Linked DNA regions of Mus musculus: regions 2 and 3 are each linked to region 1. The links are chromatin contacts, called in public Hi-C and HiChIP or PLAC-seq maps. All regions are on one chromosome and are shown on one strand. Each heading gives the region's core, a stretch centred on a gene start, on an enhancer-like site or on the middle of the called end of the contact. The rest is flanking DNA. Distances are from core to core; before and after follow the strand shown.

What was found. Hi-C and Micro-C count contacts between places; a contact is called where the count stands out from the background. HiChIP or PLAC-seq counts read pairs in DNA pulled down with a chosen protein or histone mark.
Region 2: an H3K4me3 HiChIP or PLAC-seq map of forebrain shows a contact between it and region 1, with 3 times the contacts expected there. The contact joins the promoter of Hmgcl here to the promoter of Nipal3 in region 1. A contact is called at or near these places in 1 of 39 promoter capture datasets (embryonic stem cells), 7 of 484 Hi-C or Micro-C datasets (B cells, the C2C12 cell line, cerebral cortex and 2 more), 5 of 115 datasets of contacts at active chromatin or transcription factors (embryonic limb bud, embryonic stem cells, forebrain and 2 more) and 1 of 9 other capture datasets (pancreatic islet).
Region 3: a contact with region 1 is called in a Hi-C map of CD4 T cells, with 3 times the contacts expected there. The contact joins the promoter of Runx3 here to the promoter of Nipal3 in region 1. A contact is called at or near these places in 1 of 39 promoter capture datasets (liver), 1 of 484 Hi-C or Micro-C datasets (CD4 T cells) and 2 of 115 datasets of contacts at active chromatin or transcription factors (embryonic stem cells and pancreatic cancer cells).

Annotation. Positions count from the first base shown.
Region 1 is chr4:135,492,557-135,496,194 of GRCm38.p6, forward strand. It overlaps Nipal3 (NIPA-like domain containing 3), which reads right to left and starts at 2,022. Exons shown (of 12, transcript NM_028995.4): 1 at 1,874-2,022. It overlaps Stpg1 (sperm tail PG rich repeat containing 1), which reads left to right and starts at 3,431. Exons shown (of 9, transcript NM_030189.3): 1 at 3,431-3,590.
Region 2 is chr4:135,944,819-135,948,456 of GRCm38.p6, forward strand. It overlaps Hmgcl (3-hydroxy-3-methylglutaryl-Coenzyme A lyase), which reads left to right and starts at 1,630. Exons shown (of 9, transcript NM_008254.3): 1 at 1,630-1,722. The coding sequence starts at 1,663.
Region 3 is chr4:135,150,920-135,154,557 of GRCm38.p6, forward strand. It overlaps Runx3 (runt related transcription factor 3), which reads left to right and starts at 1,626. Exons shown (of 5, transcript NM_001369050.1): 1 at 1,626-2,137. The coding sequence starts at 1,853.

The DNA of each region.
Region 1 (3,638 bases), core at 772-3,271:
GGTGCACAGAAGACAGCTTGGTGGAGCCAGTTCCTTCCATCCTACATAGTGGTCCTGGGGATTGAACTCAACTCATTAAGCTTAACCGCAACTACCCTGACCCACTAAGCCATCTTGTGGGCCCACTCCCCAGTGTAACCCTATAGGGTTCATTCATACATCTATGCTCTTAGCTCCCAGGCATCTACCCAAGAAAGAGTTGAGGGCCTAGGTTTTAAAAACCTGCGCATCACATAGTTTCTAGTTCCCTCTACCTCCTGTTCCACACCTAGGAAAAGCAACAGCATGCACTGATGTCACAAGACAGACAGGCACAGACACCAAATGCCAGCTTAGTACAGGGCAGCCATGAAGACCTCTCTGCCCAGGTTGCACCTTGTCAAAGGGCCTAAAGTTAAGTTGTTGCTGCTGCTATCATTTGAGACAGTATTTCTGCAAGATGCCTCCCATATGTTTTTTGATATGTTAGATCCAATGCATATAGGATCAACTGGGAACCATAATTTTCTGGGAAGACTGGGAGGGCATAATTATAATTACTCTTGGATTAGACTGCATGTGTGTGAAAGCAACTCTGTGTTAAATGTCTGTATCTCTGTCCTGACATCGTTAATATGGGGGTGCTCGAGAGCTCCTTCTACCTGGGAGAGACCTAGGGCTGCTTCCAGCCTGGAGTTGAGGGGGCCCTGGATTGAAGGCACCTGTCAGGTCCTCTGCTGTTCCTGGAAACCTAGCTCAGAGCCTGGCAAGGTAACTTGCATAGATGCCCACTCGACCAAATGTAATGCCCATGATACACTGTGGTTTAAAAAAAGAATGCCTTACTCAGAACCCATGGCCACAAACAGATATACCCAGCCCCACCCACAGGATGTCAGAAAATGCAAACAGGCCTTGGGAACCAGCTAGGGAGGACAGCAGGTTGTCTCCCCCCACCGCACCCCTCTGTGTGTGTGTGTGTGTGTGTGTGTGTTGAGTCACTGGCTTTTAAACAGTAGCTTCAACTCCCCTCTCTACCCAGGGAACCCCCAGAGCTCTGAATACCCAAAGACAGAGGGAGGAAGATTCTCCTTGAACTGCCGTGTAGCATCACCCCAAAGCCTCCGTGGACTCTGTAAGTTGCATTCCCTTATAAGGCTCACACTTTGGCCTGGTGATGGTTTATTGTTGGTCCAAGGCTGACATATGTCCAAGAGGCACACAGCCAAGCCAGTGTTGACAATCACAGTCACAGTTTATGGTCACTGACCCAAGAGAATTCACAAAGTGCTTGCTTCCACTCGAATCCCCCGGCCTCATCTAAATGAATAACTCCGTTAACCCCACCGAGCAAGTCTTCCAGCGAGCATAACAGCCTCGCGGCCATGAAATTGGCTGTAACTAAAAACAAGGGTGTGTGTGTGTGTCCGCGCGCGCCCCCCCGCGTGCGTGCATGGAGGTCTTGTCACCACCTGACGATTCAGTTTGACCAAAGAACGTCGGTTTCATGCCAAGCTTTTCTTTCCCGGGGCTTTTGAGCACTGAGGGGTGACATTCTCGGAGAGACACACCTCTGTTTCAGTACCAAGCACAGAGCTCCCTCCATCCACCTGCCAGTCGCACCGGCTATTTCCTGCACGCTGGAGCCGGCAGTACTGGCCTTCCACTTCCTCATCTGGTAACGCCCAGCATCTCCTTCATTAAGGCAAACCCGTGCCCACCCTCCTTGAAAATATGGAAGAGACAAAAAAAAAAAAAAAAAAAAAAAATCGGAGGCAACAGAACCCAAACTGACAAGGCTGGCAACAACAAGGGAGACTATATTTATACTAGGGGATCAAAACAGCAAGCCTGATTTCAAGTACCCCTTCCCTCAGTCATGACCGTGACTCACCCGGGACGTTCCTTCTAGATCCACCTATCCCAGGTTCCGGAGAAGCGACTCGGACACTCCGTGCCACCCCTAGGTACAGCCTCTTGGATCCCTTCCCAGCTCCGAGTTTCCAAGGGGCTGCAGTGTTTTGCTTTCAAAGGTGGAGACTTGATTTGTTACACTGCCTGCCAGTCCCAAGCTGGCGAAGCCTCTGCGCAGGCGAGTGGTTGTCGGGAGGGGATGGGCGGGACATCCTGAAATAATTGGCTGCGTCGCCAAGCTCGCTTGAAGCGTAGGGGCGACCTGACACTCACCTGGAGGAGTCCCCTCTAGCGGCCAAAGGAAGAAGTCCGGGCTGCTTTGGTCCCCAAGTTATGGCTGCTCACCTCCACCTGCCGGACAAGTAGGCTGGGCTTAAGCAGCCCGCCTGGTGTCCCCCCGCAGTCTGCGCTAACTGCCACCGACCGTCCCGGGCGGCGCCCCTGCTGCTTCCATCAGGTAGCTCCAGTATCGAAACCCAGCAGAGCCCTGACACGTCTCGGGGACCGTGCGTACCCCTTCTTTCCTGCGCCTGCGTCCCACCTGTTGGCTGTATTGCGTCCTTAATTTCCCGGTACGCCTGCAGCTCAGCAGCCCCGGTAGGCTGTCAATCATCCTAGTAGTCCCGTCCCCCCCCCCGCACCCCTCCCCCGCCCGCTGCTGTTTCCCAGGGGTTCGGCTGTGAGCATGAACCTGCGCGTGGAGCTTCCAGCGCGCTCATTTTTCAGCACGCGCCGTTCAGTCCAGAGCCGCACAGCAACCTCTGGGGGAGATGTTGAGATCACACAGGTTTTACGAGGAAATGACATTGGGGAGACCTCAGCGATGGAAACGCGGTAGAACTGGGAGGGAGAGTTTAAGAGAGGATGGAGCTGCCATATTGTATTATGGGAGATGCCCAAAGACCAACTGGGTCGGTGCGAGATTTTTTTTTTTTTTCTTGAGGCGTGGGTGGCAGGAGATGTGATCTGAGGAACAAGCGGGAGACAGTTTCTAACAGGGGACTATCCCATAATTTTAAAGAAGACGCTGGTGGGTTTAAGCCGGGCTGTGGCTAGGCACTGTGGCTGCGGTGAAACGGGTAAGGGGCTCTTGGAATACTGCACGGTTGCCCTTGGGGAATTATGTCATCGACCTTTCTGCTCTCACACTCAGGGTGTGGATGGATGGGTAGGAACACTTGGGTTTATTCCTTCGATGAGTCACAAAAACAACAAACCAAACAAACCCAACAACCAAACAAAACCGAAACAATCAAACAAACAAACAAACAAGAAAAGGGAACTGAACCCCAGAAACAAAAACCCTAATAGTTAGTTCCCTGCCTAACAGGTTCTCCTTAGCATTGTCAATCCGAACCCCAAAATTCTGGTAGCTTTTTTTGTTGGTTTTTGAAACGTCTCCAACGATTGGTCAACAGCTTTTCACATTAAAGACACAGAGGACACCCCTGGCTAGTTAGCCAGTTGCCTGCCGCCGGACTCTGGAATGTTAGGCCAGTGGTTGCCATAGCGACCGGGCGGGAGGGATAGATTGACTAGTTAGGAACCAGTTCCTGTTAAGGGACCGGTCCTTGAGGTCTTGAGGAGGATTCCGCGCACTCCATGGGACACCCACGGAGACCTCCATACTCCGGGTGCGTGCGGAATCTCTGTGGCCAGTTGGGTGGTGCCTCGGATGCCAGAAGGTGCCACTTGGGGTACGAGTGGGTCAGCTTAAGCCCTCAGTGTACCAACGTGAAAAGAGC
Region 2 (3,638 bases), core at 380-2,879, 450 kb after region 1:
GATCTACAGAGTGAATTCCAAGACAGCTAGAGATACATAGAGAAACCCTGTCTCGGAAAAACAAAAACAAAACAAAAACCAAAAAACAGGGCTGGTGAGATGGCTCAGCAAGTAAGAGTCTGAAGGTCCGGAGTTCAAATCCCAGCAACCACACAGTGACTCACAACCACCCGTAATGAGATCTGACGGCCTCTTCTGGGCAGGAGTGAGTGGGGTGGGCCGGAGAAAGCAGAGGTCCTAAATTCAATTCCCAACAACCACATGAAGGCTCACAACCATCTGTACAGCTACACTGTACTCATATACATAAAATAAGTAAATATTAAAAAAAAAACAAAGTAGAGGTGGAGACAGGTTTGTTTTTGCTTGATGGGAGCAGAAAGCCTTGTGGTTACAAAAGCAGGCCAGAGCAGGTTAGCAAAAATTCCTGTAAGTGCCTGAGGGTCAAGCTGACCTCAATGTCAGCCCAAGGTCAGGTCAGGATTTAGCAAAGATGTTTTTCTTGCTTCACTCTTATGGCCTCACAGGTGTTCTACATAGACTTACATGTAGGCAAAACAGCCATGCACATGAAGTAAATACACTAGTAATAATTTAAAACTTTGGTGGCCATCGTGGCACATATCTTTAACTCCAGCACTTAGTAGGCAGAAGTAGAGGCAGGCAGATCTCTGAGTTTAGGTCAGCCTGGTCTACATGGAGTATATGAGTACACTATAGCTGTACATATGGTTGTGAGCCTTCATGTGGTTGTTGGAAATTTAATTTTAGGACATCTGCTCGCTCTAGTCGGCCACCACTCACTCAGGCCCAAAGATTTATTTAATAAGTACATGGTCGCTGTCTTCAGACATACCAGAAGAGGGCCAGATCTCACTACAGGTGGTTGTGAGCCACCATTTGAACTCGGGACCTTCGGGAAAGCAGTCAGTGCTCTTACCCGCTGAGCCATCTCACCAGCTCCACAGTGAACCTTTATATTCTACTTTGTGACCTTAACCTTTGGGGCGGGATCTGCGCCATTCTGCATGATGCACACGCATGTTTAGTCATTTGAAGACTTCCCCACTGAGGCTGAGGACGGGAAGACAAGAAGGAAGTAAGACAGTGTATACACAGGGACACAATGATTTCCTAATGGCTAGCTTCAGGGTTTCACAAGTCACCCGAGCACCAGTAGTAGCCCCTAGAAGCCCACAGTTATAGCAGTCCTTCGCTAACCTAGGCCTTCTTGCCTTCCCTGTTCCTTTAAGACTAAAGGAGCCATCGGCTTGGCCCACCAGCTTCCCAGTCATCTTCAACCCCAACACGCCCTGGGAACACAACGCCTTTCAGAAGGCAGATAAATGGCCCTGGATTGGAACCGGGCGTGATTTAAGACGTGGGGGAAGCAGGTGGAGGTGAAAAAAATCTCGGGATCTACACATGGGCTGTCAAATGTCATGGCTCTTCATGGGACACGTGTTCAGAAAATCATGGAGTGGGCATGATTGGAGGGTAGAGCTACTTAGAGGGGAGTAGGAAAAGAAAACAGACAGGCTGAGGGGAGGAACCAAACTGGGAGCCTCACAAGAGGAGCGATGCACCGCCTCCGGCCCTAACCACGCCCACAGAGGGATCGGCGGTCACGTGGTGCCCAGTGGGTTGGCCTCCGGAGTGAAGATGGCGTCAGTGAGGAAGGCTTTCCCGCGGAGGCTGGTGGGCTTGACGTCCCTCCGGGCTGTAAGTGCTCCCCAGGCGGGTGACAGTCATGGGATCGGGCGGGCCTCCTCAGCTGCTGTGACAGGCGGAGGAGCGGGACCGCTCGAGGGACTGTTGCCGGGAGGATTTGAGAGTTCCGGACCCAGCCGGTCTGGCTCAGATCCATTGCAAGAAACGGGGAAACTGAGGCGGCGGGAAGAGAATCGACCCGCTGTGACTGTGGAGACCGGGGACACCATCCTGGGCGTCCTACCTCCCTTACGGTGACCCTGACTCCTTCCCCTATTTGAGCTTCGGATCTCTCCGGCCCTTCATTAGTGGAAAACAGTGTTCAGTGTGGGAAACACAAGCATCCCTGTCTGCCGCCTTACTCGGCCCTTGTTGCTTTTATGGACGCCTGGGGAGAACTTGGATCGCGTGGGCCGGACAGGGATTCCCTCAGAACTGTCCTTTGGGCATGTTTGGTCCTGGCATTCTGACCACGCGCAGTTATTTGAAGGAAGGGGGGGGGGGCAAAAAGAGCTGTGCTGGCTAAACCGCAAACTGGTGTCCGGGTGATCTGCCACTTTCTAGGCTGAGTGACAGAGGTGTGTACTCAGCTTGCTTATACGTAAAATGCAGAGTCTCAGGATGATTTAGTGAGTGACCAGTCAGTCGGTGGTGGTGCTTTGTGAGAGTTGGACTTAGGAGCGATCAGCGCCAGCGTCACTGCTACACCCTCAGCTCTGTGATGGCGCTGTTACGATTTTATGTTGGGGAGTTTAGGCATTGTATTAGCACTTGGAAAAACTACTTTCCTTGCAGCTCGTGGGTGCCTCTCAGAAAGCCCAGAAAGCCACTTCTGGCCGGGCATGGTGGCTCACGCCTTTAATCCCAGCACTCGGGAGGCAGAGGCAGGCGGATTTCTGAGTTCGAGGGGAGCCTGGTCTACAAAGCGAGTTCCAGGACAGCCAGGACTACACAGAGAAACCCTGTGTCGAAAGAAACAAAAACAAAAAAAAAACAAAAAAAAAAAAAAACAAAAACAAAAAAAATGGGAAAGAAAAAGAAAGCCACTTCTGCATCTTTAGTCTACCCACTTCCAATGATTGCTCAGGGATCAAATGAAAAGGCAAATATCAACGTGAAAAGTTAAGGAAATAAACCCGAGGGGGAGAGGGGGAGAGAATGAGAATTAAGTAACATGGTGGGTCATAATATCTATCTATCTATCTATCTATCTATCTAAGACAAAGTTTCTTTCTATATAACTTTGGTATTCACTACATAGACCAGGCTAGCTTCAAACTCAGAGCCTGCTATGACTCTGGGCTTACAGGCATGGACCACCATGCCCAGCTAGGGATAATTTTTACAAACTAGTGTGAGGAAATGATCCCTCATGAGTCTTATGGCACAAGATGGCACTTTTATTTCATTTGGTTTGGTTTGGTTGTTCCGTTTTTGGTTTGGTTTGGTTTTTAAAGGCAGGCTTACTCATCCTTGGCTGTCTGGACTCAATTAGTAGACCAGGCTGGCTTTGAACTCACAGAGATCTACTTGCCTCTGCCTCCCAAGTCCTGGGATTATTAAAGGGATTAAAGGCATGCACCACCAGGTGAGCTATCTGACTTGGGTCTGAGAACCCTACTCAGATCTTCTGTGGAGCCATCTCTTCGACCCTGGGCTTTTTAAAAATTTCTCACATATCTCAGGCTGACCTCAAGTTTGCTGTGTAGCAACTTGAAAGCAGCCATGAGCTTCTGATTCCCCCTGCTTCCATCTCCCAAGCGCTGGGCCTCAGGCCTCGGGCCGCGAGCCACCACACCTGGCTGGGTTGTTGTGTTTAGAGCTGTGTGCTGGAGGAAGTGGAACTAAGTTCACTGTGTTCCAGAAAAGGAAGTTGGAAGCAGGCTCTGCTTCAGTGTGTACTCACTGAGCCTCTGCTATGTCTCAGG
Region 3 (3,638 bases), core at 376-2,875, 340 kb before region 1:
CAGAGGCTGCCAGTCACGGCCCACAATCGCTCGAGGGCAGAATAGACGACTCGGTCTGGGTCCTACCTGGTGACTAGCGGTGCTCCCTTTCCAGGGGAGCCCCCTGAGGGCCCATGCTCAGGGCCAGGCTTCCTAGATCCCCTCTGGTCCAGAGGCTGTTTCCATGGCGGCCCAAGGCCTAGTGATGGTCAACTCCGAATCATAGGTTCTCAAAAAGTTCCAGTAAGGGACCTTCACTGTCCTTGCTTCCCTGGTGGCTTGAGGCGCTGGCATAAGGCCCAGAGAGGGGCAGAATACAATTCTCCTGGCACTCGTTAGACTCAGGACATACCTAGTACCCCGCTGTTGTACACACAGCGCCTGATTTCGTTTTTTGACAAAATGGAGTGTTCTAAGCTGAGGTCAGAGCCAGGATGAGGTCTTGATGCCTCTGTCGCCATCGGATCCTAAATCGTGTCGCTTCTGGGGCTTGTATTGGTAGTTGCAGACAGATTCACTGTCGCTGGCAACGAAAATGCAGTCGAATTTCCAAAGCAGTGAGAGAAACACATGCATTCGTTCGTTGCTGCCGTCCAAGGAGTGCACGGGGTTGGGGAGAGCACAGCCCTCGGTGACCGGTGACCGTGGACTCTCTAGTTGTGTGTCTGTGCCCCCATGCCAGGCTTAGGAGACGGGACGGGAAAGAGTTGTTGTTAGTGAAGTCCAGGAGTTGCTGGGCCACGGAGCATGAGGAACACAGAGACCCCAGGGCCGATTTCCCACAGGGCACCTGACAGCTCTGTAGGCTCAGCGCTTTAGGGCCAAGAAGACTATGGCCCGGCCCTAGGAGGACCCCTTTCCATCCGTGGGGAGAAAGCAGTCTGAGCGTTAAGACTTCTTTCTGCCACAGACCCTCATCCACTTCCACTAGACGGACGGTGGTTGCATGCGTATGGTGTAGCATGGAATGTTCCAAAAAAGCACACTGTTGTAGGCCCCATTGTAGTTTTCAAAGACCCATGAGCTGCCAAGACAGAGGACAACTCCACGAGGCCTGCGCGATCCTGAAATTAGTTTTGAGTGGACAGGAGCCGTGTGGTTGTCCCCACCCCACTGTTGGTCCCTGTGGCAACCCCTATTCTGTCTGCCTCGAAGGTTGACACAGAAGCCACAGAGACGAGAGCCAAGGCCGCGCGGAGCTGTGGACTCCCTCGTGGGGTGGAAGCTCTAGGGTCAAAATCGTTTGTGGAGTGGAGGGAATGAGAAAACCGTCTTGGGTGTCACCGCGGCAACCAGCTGAGGGTGCAGGTTCCGGGCTGCGGTGGCCAGAGCTGAAGCAGCCAGGCTGCGACTCGAGGGAGGGGAAGCGAGCCGCAGCCAGGAGGCTGGAAACCCGATGTCTGCCCAGGTCGCAGCGGCCGCTCCTGACTCCGGGGACCGCGGCTCCCCGCGCGGCTACCGGGACGCGGGTGTCTAGACCCTCTGGGGCGGAGCCTGGCCCCTGCTTGGCTCGCGCGGGCCCGAGCCACCGGGTCCTCCACGGCGAACCCCGAGCCTGGGGGCTGCGATTGGCTGCGCCCCGCGTCGCTCGCACGGCCCCGCCCCGAGGCCCGGGGTACTAACCCCGCGCGGGCGGCCGCGTCGCCGCCACTTGATTCTCTAGGATCCGGGCTGGGGCCGCGGCCGCCGAGTCCGTGGGGCGGCCGCGCGCGCCGGATGCGGGACTAGCGGGCGCGCGGCCGACCGTCGGGGCGCACCCCCTCCCCCGGCGCCGCCCCTCCCCCCACCCCCCACGCTGGCCGGGCCCCGAGCCGCCGCCTTCCCGCCTCCCGCTTCCCGCGGCTGCGGCCGCCCGCGCCCTGACGGCCGCGGCATGCGTATTCCCGTAGACCCGAGCACCAGCCGCCGCTTCACTCCCCCCTCCACGGCCTTCCCCTGCGGCGGCGGCGGCGGCGGCAAGATGGGCGAGAACAGCGGCGCGCTAAGCGCGCAGGCAACCGCGGGCCCCGGCGGCCGCACCCGGCCCGAAGTGCGCTCGATGGTGGACGTGCTGGCCGACCACGCGGGAGAGCTCGTGCGCACCGACAGCCCCAACTTCCTCTGCTCCGTGCTGCCCTCGCACTGGCGCTGCAACAAGACGCTGCCGGTCGCCTTCAAGGTGAGTGCAGGGGCCCGAGCCGGGAGGACACCGGGGAACCTGGGCGCCCCCATTTGCAGGAGCCCATACCGGGGAGGACTTGGGGAGCACCTAGAAGTAGGACATGAAAGGGGATGTCACCCAGCTGGCAAGACACCGGGGTACCCGGGCGCCCCTACTGCAGGATGCCACTCCCGGAAGGACCCCCGCTGGACTCCAGGCGATCCGCAATAAGAGCCCAGACCCCAGAGAACATGGGAGGTACCGTGGTGGAAGAAAAGGGGGTCACCCGGCTAGCAGGACATAGGGGTGCCTGGTCACCCACGCTGCAGGAGCCCAGGCCCGACAGAACATGAGAGGAACCTGGGTGTCCCCGCTGCCCGAGCCCGGGTCCAGAGAGAAATATGGTTACATCAGTCAGGGAAGGTACCAGGAGGACGTCCAGGAGAACTGGGCGTGGGGAGTTCTTCTGCCGTTCCTATTCCAAGAGTCAGAACCCCAGACCTCCCGTTGGGAACGGTACACCGCGGCCTCTCTGCCGGAGGACACGGACACTTGGGGCGCTCCTTCTCGGTGGCACAGACAGCCTGGAGGAGCCATACCCCGTTCCACCTGGCCTTCACGGGGCCCTGCAGAGTATAGTGGCATGGAAACCGGAGGACTGGGGCTCCCAGATTCTTTGGCACAGTCTAACCGGTAACTGGGATGAGGACCGCCGGAGCTGGGCGAGGACCCGGGAGGTGTGGGGCACAGAGGGCGAGGAGGGCCTGGCCTAGCACCGCGCCTCCTGCTCTGCAGCAGAAACACTTCCTTCCCACACTCTCAACCTCAGCGGCTGAAGTGTTGCACAGGGCGACCGTAGGCCGGTTCTAAAGGGCTGCCTCCGGCATAAGTCTGCATCCCGAAAGATAGGCAGAGACTTGGGGAATGCCTCCATCCTGGTAGCCCCAGAGTCGTTCAGAGAATTTATTTTTCAACGATACCAGGGATAGGCAACTGTTTCGTTTCTCTCTCTCTCTCTCTCTCTCTCTCTCTCTCTCTCTCTCTCTCTCTCTCTCTCTCTCTCTCTTGTAAGGGGGGCAGCCAGATGAAACGAAAACGCCTTGGTTTTCCCCTAAACCTCTCACAGCTGCCGTGAGAAAGGACAGAGTAGGAAGGGCCAGCGGCTGGGAGGTAGTGATGCCCGAGGTGGCTGGAAACGCGGCTGCTGGCAGCTGAGGCCCTCCTTGCTCCCATTAAGACTTCAAATTGGAAAGGGGTGGGGGGAAGGCTGGTGACTCTTTGAGGTCTCCCGGGTGACATCTTAAAATACCATTGGGGGAAATCTCCCGGGGAGGAGAGGGAGGAGGGGAGAAGGGGGAGGAGGGGATGAGGGCCGTGTGACTGTAATCGTCAGATCGGAGGTTTTACTGTCACTTGGAGCTTAAAAGGAATCTTTGAAATTAAAAGAAGACAGGATGTTGACAGGAAATCTGGCCTTTTTAATCAGACCCCAAACATTTTCTCCTTGAAATCTTTACCA